2 separate regions of the Mus musculus genome follow, and region 1 is linked to region 2. A link is a contact called in public promoter capture Hi-C data. All regions are on one chromosome and are shown on one strand. Each heading gives the region's core, a stretch centred on a gene start, on an enhancer-like site or on the middle of the called end of the contact. The rest is flanking DNA. Distances are from core to core; before and after follow the strand shown. Region 1 holds the start of Ubash3b (ubiquitin associated and SH3 domain containing, B). Region 2 holds the start of Zfp202 (zinc finger protein 202).

Region 1 (3,998 bases), core at 576-3,075, 970 kb after region 2:
TGCAGCCTGTCTGAGCAGGTTGGCTAGGACGATGCATTCCTGAATAGGAGTCTTCTCTCCTTAGACCTCCCCCACGTTAGTAAGGAAACAAGGCTCCCAGTTAGGACACCTGGAGTTACCTCGTGAATGAAAGCCGAGGCAAGAACGAACTTACTGACTCGACCCTATCTGATTAAGTTCGCCCAACTCTTCAATTCTGGTGACGTAACTGAAAGAGAGAGCAGCACCTGCCACCATCCCGAACTTTGTGTCTCCACCGAGGAAATAAGCAAGCCAGGAATTAACCAGAGAAGGCGACGGCTTTCTATCAGGAGAGGTTCCAGCCCCTTGCCCTGGTGTGCACCGGCTCCAGAGAACTGTTGCAGGCTGTCGCTGGCAACCCTGCTCTTCCCAGAAGGCTACAGCTACAGCCACCTGTGCTCTCTTGCCCTTCACCTGCCCACCCTCGGAAAGGAAGGAGGAGGCAGGAGGGCAGCCCCCCCCCCAACCCCGCCCCATACTTTTGAGCACCCACAGCTTTCTGCGCTGCCGTCACCACTGACGAGAACCCTGGTCCCCTGGAGGAATCACTTCTTCCCATTCCATCCTCTCTTATCAATGAACACGCAGCGACACCCACGCTCCCGCTCCTCCCACTCCGGAGGGAGCCGGGAGCTCAAGAGCGACATCCGGAGCTGGAAGCCTCTGCAGCGGGGGCGCCGGCCACCCTGCCCCGCTGCCCCTCGCCTTTCGCCAGCCACCAGTAGACCGACCCCTAACCTCCGCTCCCAAACAGCTCACCACTCTGGATGGATAAGGGATCCAAGTCCTCCAAGGGACCCGCCTCTCCCGGGCTTAATATAAGAGACCTCTGGGGGAGCGCGCGCGAACCGCCCAGAGCTACCAGCGAAACCCGGGATTCGAACCTGATACCCCGGCCGTCCAGCATCCCCAAGCAATCCCCTAGCCCGACACTCCCGCCGCCAGCGCGCCCATCGTGTTCCCCTAAGCAGGTTTCAGGCAGCGCCAGGATGGCGAGCCGGAGCGAAGTCGAGGGTCGCGGGGCCCAGGCGGGTGACTTACGCGCGGGCGCGGGGAAAGCCCATGGACAGGAGCACGTCCAGCGCCGACCCATGCTTGACTGTGCCCGGGCGCTGCAGGCGGTCCCTGCGCGGGGTGACTTTGCTGTACAGCTCCTCGCGCGCGGCCATGCCGAGGGCTGGGGTCGCGGTGCCGAGTGCCCGCTCAGTGGCCGCCCATCGCCCGCGCGCCGGGGACTGGGGGTCCGGGGAGGACGGTGGGGGCGGTGCTCCCAGATCTCCGGGCGGAGACTGACGCTTCCTGGAGAGGCCACTGGAGCTCGGCGCGGGCCGGTGGCTGCTGCGGGTCCGACCTCAGCCCGCGGGGTCCCGGAGTCCCAGCGTTGCGCCGCTGCAGCCTTCTCTGTCCTCCGCCCCACCAGCTTCTCCTCCCCGAGCTGTCCGGGAATTTGCAATGAGTAATTTTTGAATGGATCAAAAAGGAAAAGCAGCCTTGTGGGCAGGCCCTGCCTTGCCTGCGCCGGGCCCCGCCCCTCTCTTAAAGCGCCCGCGCCGGCCCAAGCTGGGCTGGCTGGATTACAGCCAGCCATAGTAGGAATTGCTTCTAGACAGAAGGTCTCCAGAAGTAGGCCAGTGTGCTTGGATTCGCAGAGCCGTAGCTCTGCCCTTGGCTTGCATATCGATCCATCTGGGCCTCCGGGCTTCAGAATAGCCCATTTCACGTTTCATTTGATCATTGGCGAGGTCAGTAATGGAAACCCTCTGCACGGATGGAGGAGAGGTCCAGAAGGCTAAGCCATAAGACCCGGGAAAAGGTGTCACTTCAAATTGATCTCGCTAAAGTTACAAAGTTGTTACATCACTGTAGGCCGAGTACCTCACAGCCCTCAGTGACTGACTGGACAGCGACTTCTGGAAAAGGGCCTCTGATTCTTGGAAATGGAAGGACCTGAGAGGGCAAAGGCCAGGAAGGAAGGGAGAAGAGAAAGGGGAAGAAAAAAGGGAGGGGAAGCAGAGAAATGAAAGGCTAGGAGCTAGAAGGAGAAGGAACAGAGAAAGGACACTAATTATAGCACTTCCGAATGGAAAGAGCTGACTTTCATGAGTGAGTGCGCACCCTGTCTATAAAAGGGTTCTGAGTCGGGAGTCGGGATCCCTGCTGCATAGGAGCCACAAGTGAGCTCCCACCCCCACCCCAGTAGGACCAGCAACCTCCACCTCAAAGAACAGAAGTCATTACTGCTGTTGCCTGTTAAAGCTTGATCACCTGGAGACAAAGGCATTGTTCTCAATCAAGAACCAATCCCATTTGGTGTAATAGAAGAGGCACAGATCTTCTTTCGGGGTGGGGGGGTGGGGGCGGGGGGAGTGATGATGATGATGATGACGACAATGATAATACCTAATGTTTATTGGATCCATTTGTGTGCCCATGATTGTGCTGAGCATAATGGCTGAATTAACTCATGGGCCTTTTATGGCGCCCTTGAGGATGCCTACCTGTATAGCCTCGTTTTTTTAGAGATGAGAAAATTCAGCTCAGAGGGACAGAGGAAAACTGAAGAGCTCCAGCGTGAAGAGATGGAACTTTGACTCCCCGTGGTGCCCCGAACAGGTCACCTCTTCCCCCAAATGGGTTACCTCTACCCCCAACATCCTCGTAGTCCCATCTATACAGGGGTAGTCGGTAGCTCCAGATTCCCCAGGCACTAAAGCTCTTTCCTGCTTGCCTACTTAGAGTGCAGGGAAGGGGGAGGAGGGTGACCAAGATGGATAAAGCCCTCGCCATAGCTTTAAATGTTGCTTTATAAGGCACCCAAGAAAATGAAAGTTTAATCCCCTGACCTCCCATCCTCCACTGGTGTTTCTTCAGAGTATCCGTGGCATTTGGAAGTGGGAAGGTGAGACAGAGGAAGCCTGGGTAGGAATTTGCATATTTCTGCCTAGTGTTATGAAAGAGACCAAGGGCAATTCACATTTCCTAGGTGGGGGAGTTTCTTCTTCCCAGCAGAGGAAATGTCTAGCTAAGGCAGTGGTTGGAAGCAGCTTAGAAAACCATAATCCATAGACTAGCCTCCTTGGGATGTGTTCAGGAAAGTCTACTGGACAGTACCCAGCATTCTAAAGTCTTTTTTTTTTTTCAGATATCTGGGCTTGAGCCAGATGATCTGGATTTCAATCAAGAGAAAATACTGTCTATGGCAGCACTTTGTGCATCCAAAGCTGTGCACAGAACAGCGGCTCCAGTTTAGTGAGCCCTCACTAGATAATGGTGCTGTCCTTAGGGTTGTGCATGTGTGGCTCATTCTGTCTGTGCTTTGGCCGGATGCTGAAGTGACTCTCTCTTGAGAAACCTGCACCCATGTCCTAGGTATGTACTGTCTTCTTGCTAAGAACTTCTTTCTATCAATGCAAGAGCTTAAAGTTACATTGTGATATTTTCTTTTACATTTTTTTTATTTTTTTATTCTGTGTGTGTGTGTGTGTGTGTGTGTGTGTGTGTGTGTGTGTCTTTACAAGAGCACAGCAGTGTGGGTGTGGAAGTCAGAAGATAATTTGCCGGAATCAGTTCTCTCCCTCTACTGTGTGAATCCCAGGGACGGGACTCAGATCTTCAGTGTTCTTCTGAGCCATCTCACTGCGCCAAGTTTTCTTCTTAAATTCCAACTTTGGGGGAGGGGGTGTGTTGGAAAGATGGCTCATCCCTCTCGAGCATTTGTTGCTCTTGCAGAGGACCCAGGTTCAATTCCCAACTCCTACAGGATAGTTCATAACCTTCTGTAACTCCAGTTCCACGGAGTCCGATGCCCTCTTCTGACCTCCGTGAACACCAAACATGCATGTGGTACACAGACATGTATGTGGGCAAAAGACACATAAAATAAAATGAATAAGTCTGATAAAAATAAGCTTTCATAGTAAGCCAACAACCACTTACTGTTTTGACGACAAAGAGGATGCCAAACCATAAGACAGTTG
Region 2 (3,940 bases), core at 1,026-3,525:
CCTATAGGTGGATCAACATTATGAACTAACCAGTACCCCGGAGCTCTTGACTCTAGCTGCATATGTATCAAAAGATGGCCTAGTCGGCCATCACTGGAAAGAGAGGCCCATTGGACACACAAACTTTATATGCCCCAGAACAGGGGAACGCCAGGGCCAAAAAGGGGGAGTGGGCGGGTAGGGGAGTGGGGGTGGGTGGGTATGGGGGACTTTTGGTATAGCATTGGAAATGTAAATGAGCTAAATACCTAATAAAAAATGGAAAGAAAAAAAAAGAAAATGGAGTCATCTTTAACAATCTACAGAGAATAAAGTAACAGTGATGAAAGGAAGAGAACAAAGGACCAAACTTGATCCAGGAAAAGTCTGTGTCTATTTCACCAGGCCAAGGGATGCCCAGATAACTGGACAAAAATCTGTGTCCCTTACACACCCTTGCCATGTGTTTGAGTGTGGAAGTTATTAGCACTTGAATCAGTGGGTCTCAGTCAATCTGTTGAGAGCTGAATAGAAGAGAAAGGCAGGAGAGAGCAAAATACCCTCTTTTAAGGCAAGGCATTGTTTCATCCTGATATACCAAGAACCTGATCCTGGAACCTGCTGATGCCGGGTTTGCAGCGACACCCCACCTTCACCTACCTGTTCTGGGGCTGGATGTCGCCACCAGTTTCTCAGCTCTCCATTCTGCAGTCCACACAGATCCTGCACCATCATCTCAGCCTCCATAATTGGAGGAGCAAATTCTCATACTAAACCTTCATTACTTAGTACCCTTCTCGGGGTACTTAGCCCCATTAACGATAGAATTTTAAAATGCACTAAGAAGAAACCTCAAAGACAATTTTATTAGACAAAACAAAAAACAAAAAACAAAAAACAAAAAAAAAACAGAGCAGGCAAACTAAATTTCAGTTTCAGCCCCTGCCTAGAAAAAGAAAATGGACAAGAGGAAGAAAACAAACCTGTCATTGTAAGCAGTCACATAGTGCAGCAGAGGGAGGGATACTTCAGAAAATAATAGAAAGGCTCCAAGTAACAGAAAAAGCATACTTTGGCTCTGTCCAGTGTCCTCAGATAAAGATTTAAAAAAAAAAAAAAAAAAAAAAAAAAAAAAAAAAAAACGAAGGGGAGGAGGAGGGGGAAGAGGAACAGGAAGAGGAAGAGGAGGAGGAGGGGAAAAGTATACCTTAGTCAGGACTCAGAAGGGCAGACAGACCTGCCCATTCTGGCACTGACTGCCTGAACTGAACAGAATCAGGTTTCTGAAAAAGTACATTATCTATCTCATTAAAGGGATACCGTCACCAACTCCCATGTCTTTTACCACGGTATTAAGTGAACTTGCATTCTGGTGGGGTGGTCAGGTGATTGGCTGGGCACAACTGGATTAAATCTCACGATTGCTCGGTCTTCAGCCAGGCTAGAGGTAGACTCCATCCACTCCTTTGACCGAAGAACAGTCTTCCAGTTGGGGCTTCAACAAAGCTTTGATCAAGGGTGTTGTAACACCCTCTGCAGAACACAGCTGCCTCTCTAGCAAAAGCAATTAACATGTCCAGTTCAAAGTATGCTAAGCAGTCTCGAGCAGTTTGTCCCATGAACGGAAACGGTTTTCAAGAAATGGCTGAAAGGAGAAGACTTGCACATGTCACCATGTGACATTCAGGGCAAGATGGACTATAGAAGTGTTAGGGACAAAGACAAAAATGAACAACTTAGATCAGGGAAGACAGTGGCAAAGAGGCACCAAAATAGCACACAAAGGTTAATAGACAACACCACCATTTCCTTACTGAGCTTCAGTCTACCTTCCAGTTTTTAGTTCTAAGACCAACAGTTTGTGTTTTTTCAAGACGGACAGAGTTGACAGGCAGATGTTCTGGCGGCCCGGCAACAGCTGTGCATGAAGGAGCCAGCATTCAAATCTAAACCTTTCTTTTTTTATTCTTCCATGCTTGAAGGAAAAGAAAACTGCGTGGGAAGGAGGGGATTCTCTTGTGGAGATGTAGATACCAAAACCAACATGAAAGATGAAAACAAAACCCTGTAGGAAGTGGACAATGAATACCACGCCTAGGAAGGTGATGGGTTTGCCGCAAAGGGGACTGGCCATAGAGGGCAGCAGTCCAGGGAATGCTTCCCGGCATGGGTCTCACTGGAGAAGCCCCAGGCTTCGACCAACAGGAACACAACGAGTGGACCAAACCTCCTACAGCCTAGACAGGCTCCAGCACCCCTTGGAGGTGGGGCGAGTGGTCGCTTCCGGTTCCGGGCGCAGAGGACCCACGTGTTCCGACCCGCTGGGCCCCGCGCGACTCGGATCCCGCTCGGCTCTTTCGGCCGGGAGTGGGTGGGGGAGCACCGGGCAGGGGAGGAGCCGCCGGAGCCGCGGGAGACGTGAGTGTCGGGGACCTGGCCGGCGAGCGGGCACCGCAGCGGGCGGGGAGGGAAGGGCAGGAGCATTGGGAGGGGCAGCAGACCCCGCCCCCCCGGCGCCGGGGGACAGCGCCTGCCAGGGAAGGGGTGGCGGCGGGGTCCCCGCGGCCTGGGCGTTGTAACCATGTCACCTCCTCGCGGCCAGAGCCGGGACGTCCGGAGACAAGGGTGGCACTCCAGGCTTCTCTGCCCAGCCACCTCCTTCCGCCCCCTCTGGGGGCCTGCGGACATGCACTGTGCCCCTCGGATTGCGTCCATACCAACCGCTCCGGTGCGCTAGAAGCCAGTGGGGTGTAGCCTAGGCCCCTTGACGCCCACCTTCCCCTCTCTTCAGACTTTTCACTCTGCATCGCACATTGCTCCAGAGCCCTCCCTGCAGGTTTTGCCTTCCCTCCTTCCCAGCGAACCCCGCCCCCTTCACATGCGATCTTATCACCTGTGATCCTTGCCAGTCCTTGGCCGTCTAGCGTGTGGCTCTCACCTGGCTTAGTGACAGGCTCAGAACTTCCCTGTAGAGCTAGAGGCTACTGTCTGCACTGTCTGAACTTCTTTCTTCCTACCCCTGACAACCAGCTCGGGGACCTCTTCTCCAGCTCATCTCACCATCTGCGGGACTTTCCATAGTGGACTGAAAGTTTGCTAGTTTTTTATTCCATGGCCGACCTGGTCCTCTCACACACTTTCCCCTGGGCTGTGGCTGTCTCGTATTCTACACATGGATAGCGCTGTCTTTTCTCTGTGCAGAACTCCCCAAAGGGAGATCTCTAGGTCCAGCTTATCGTCTTGGTCGTGGTTAGGAGTGCCACATCTAGGGTTTTGCTGTCAGGTTATTCTGTCCATAGTCTACAGGTGAAAGGCAGTAGGGAAAGCTTGGGGCAACGAAGTCACAAGGCATCTCTCTGTGCAGCTTTTTCTTTGAAGCAGCCCCATGGACCTTAATCCAGAAAACAGTTTCAATGAAGTGTCAGGATGGCTGTGAGAAGCTTGCTAGGAGAAGCAAGTGACAGTGGGATATTTGGAGGCCATCAAATATCTTGAGTCACTTTCTGCTATTGCTGCCTAACATAAAAGGGTTAGGAGGAAGGCAGTACATTTTTCTTCTAAGACAGCTGCTGACCTTTCCTCCTGTCTCCTATGTACACACCCTTTGCATTCTACCTGTATAATTGCAGGAGACAGTCATTCCAAGGCCACTGCAAGACCTACATCACTATTGAGGGACTCCTGTCGTTTCAGAATATACAGGTGTGGTGACTATACCACTCAACACAGGCATAAAACAACCCTAGGCTTTCTGTTTTATTTTCCTCTCCTGCCTGAATGTCAGCGTTGCTGGATAAGTTTGTGCTTTTCTGCATGAAACCTCAAATTTACTTCCTTTGCCCAGATAGTGGGTATGGAGTTTATCATACATGAATCCGCATGTAAGACTGAAGTGGTGCTCTGTGTTCTGTATTGACCATTTTGAGAAACACTATTTTTGGCCAGACCTCCCTCTTGGTAC

Evidence for each region. Promoter capture Hi-C pulls out the DNA fragments that hold promoters and counts their contacts.
Region 1: a promoter capture Hi-C map of liver shows a contact between it and region 2, with 2.4 times the contacts expected there. The contact joins the promoter of Ubash3b here to the promoter of Zfp202 in region 2. A contact is called at or near these places in 6 of 39 promoter capture datasets (the HPC-7 cell line, cranial neural crest, liver and 2 more).

Annotation. Positions count from the first base shown.
Region 1 is chr9:41,156,237-41,160,234 of GRCm38.p6, forward strand. Ubash3b (ubiquitin associated and SH3 domain containing, B) reads right to left here and starts at 1,826. Exons shown (of 14, transcript NM_176860.6): 1 at 1,063-1,826. The coding sequence starts at 1,190. It overlaps Gm35657 (a long non-coding RNA gene), which reads left to right and starts at 2,407. Exons shown (of 8, transcript XR_870644.1): 1 at 2,407-3,390.
Region 2 is chr9:40,190,041-40,193,980 of GRCm38.p6, forward strand. It overlaps Zfp202 (zinc finger protein 202), which reads left to right and starts at 2,276. Exons shown (of 7, transcript NM_030713.2): 1 at 2,276-2,397.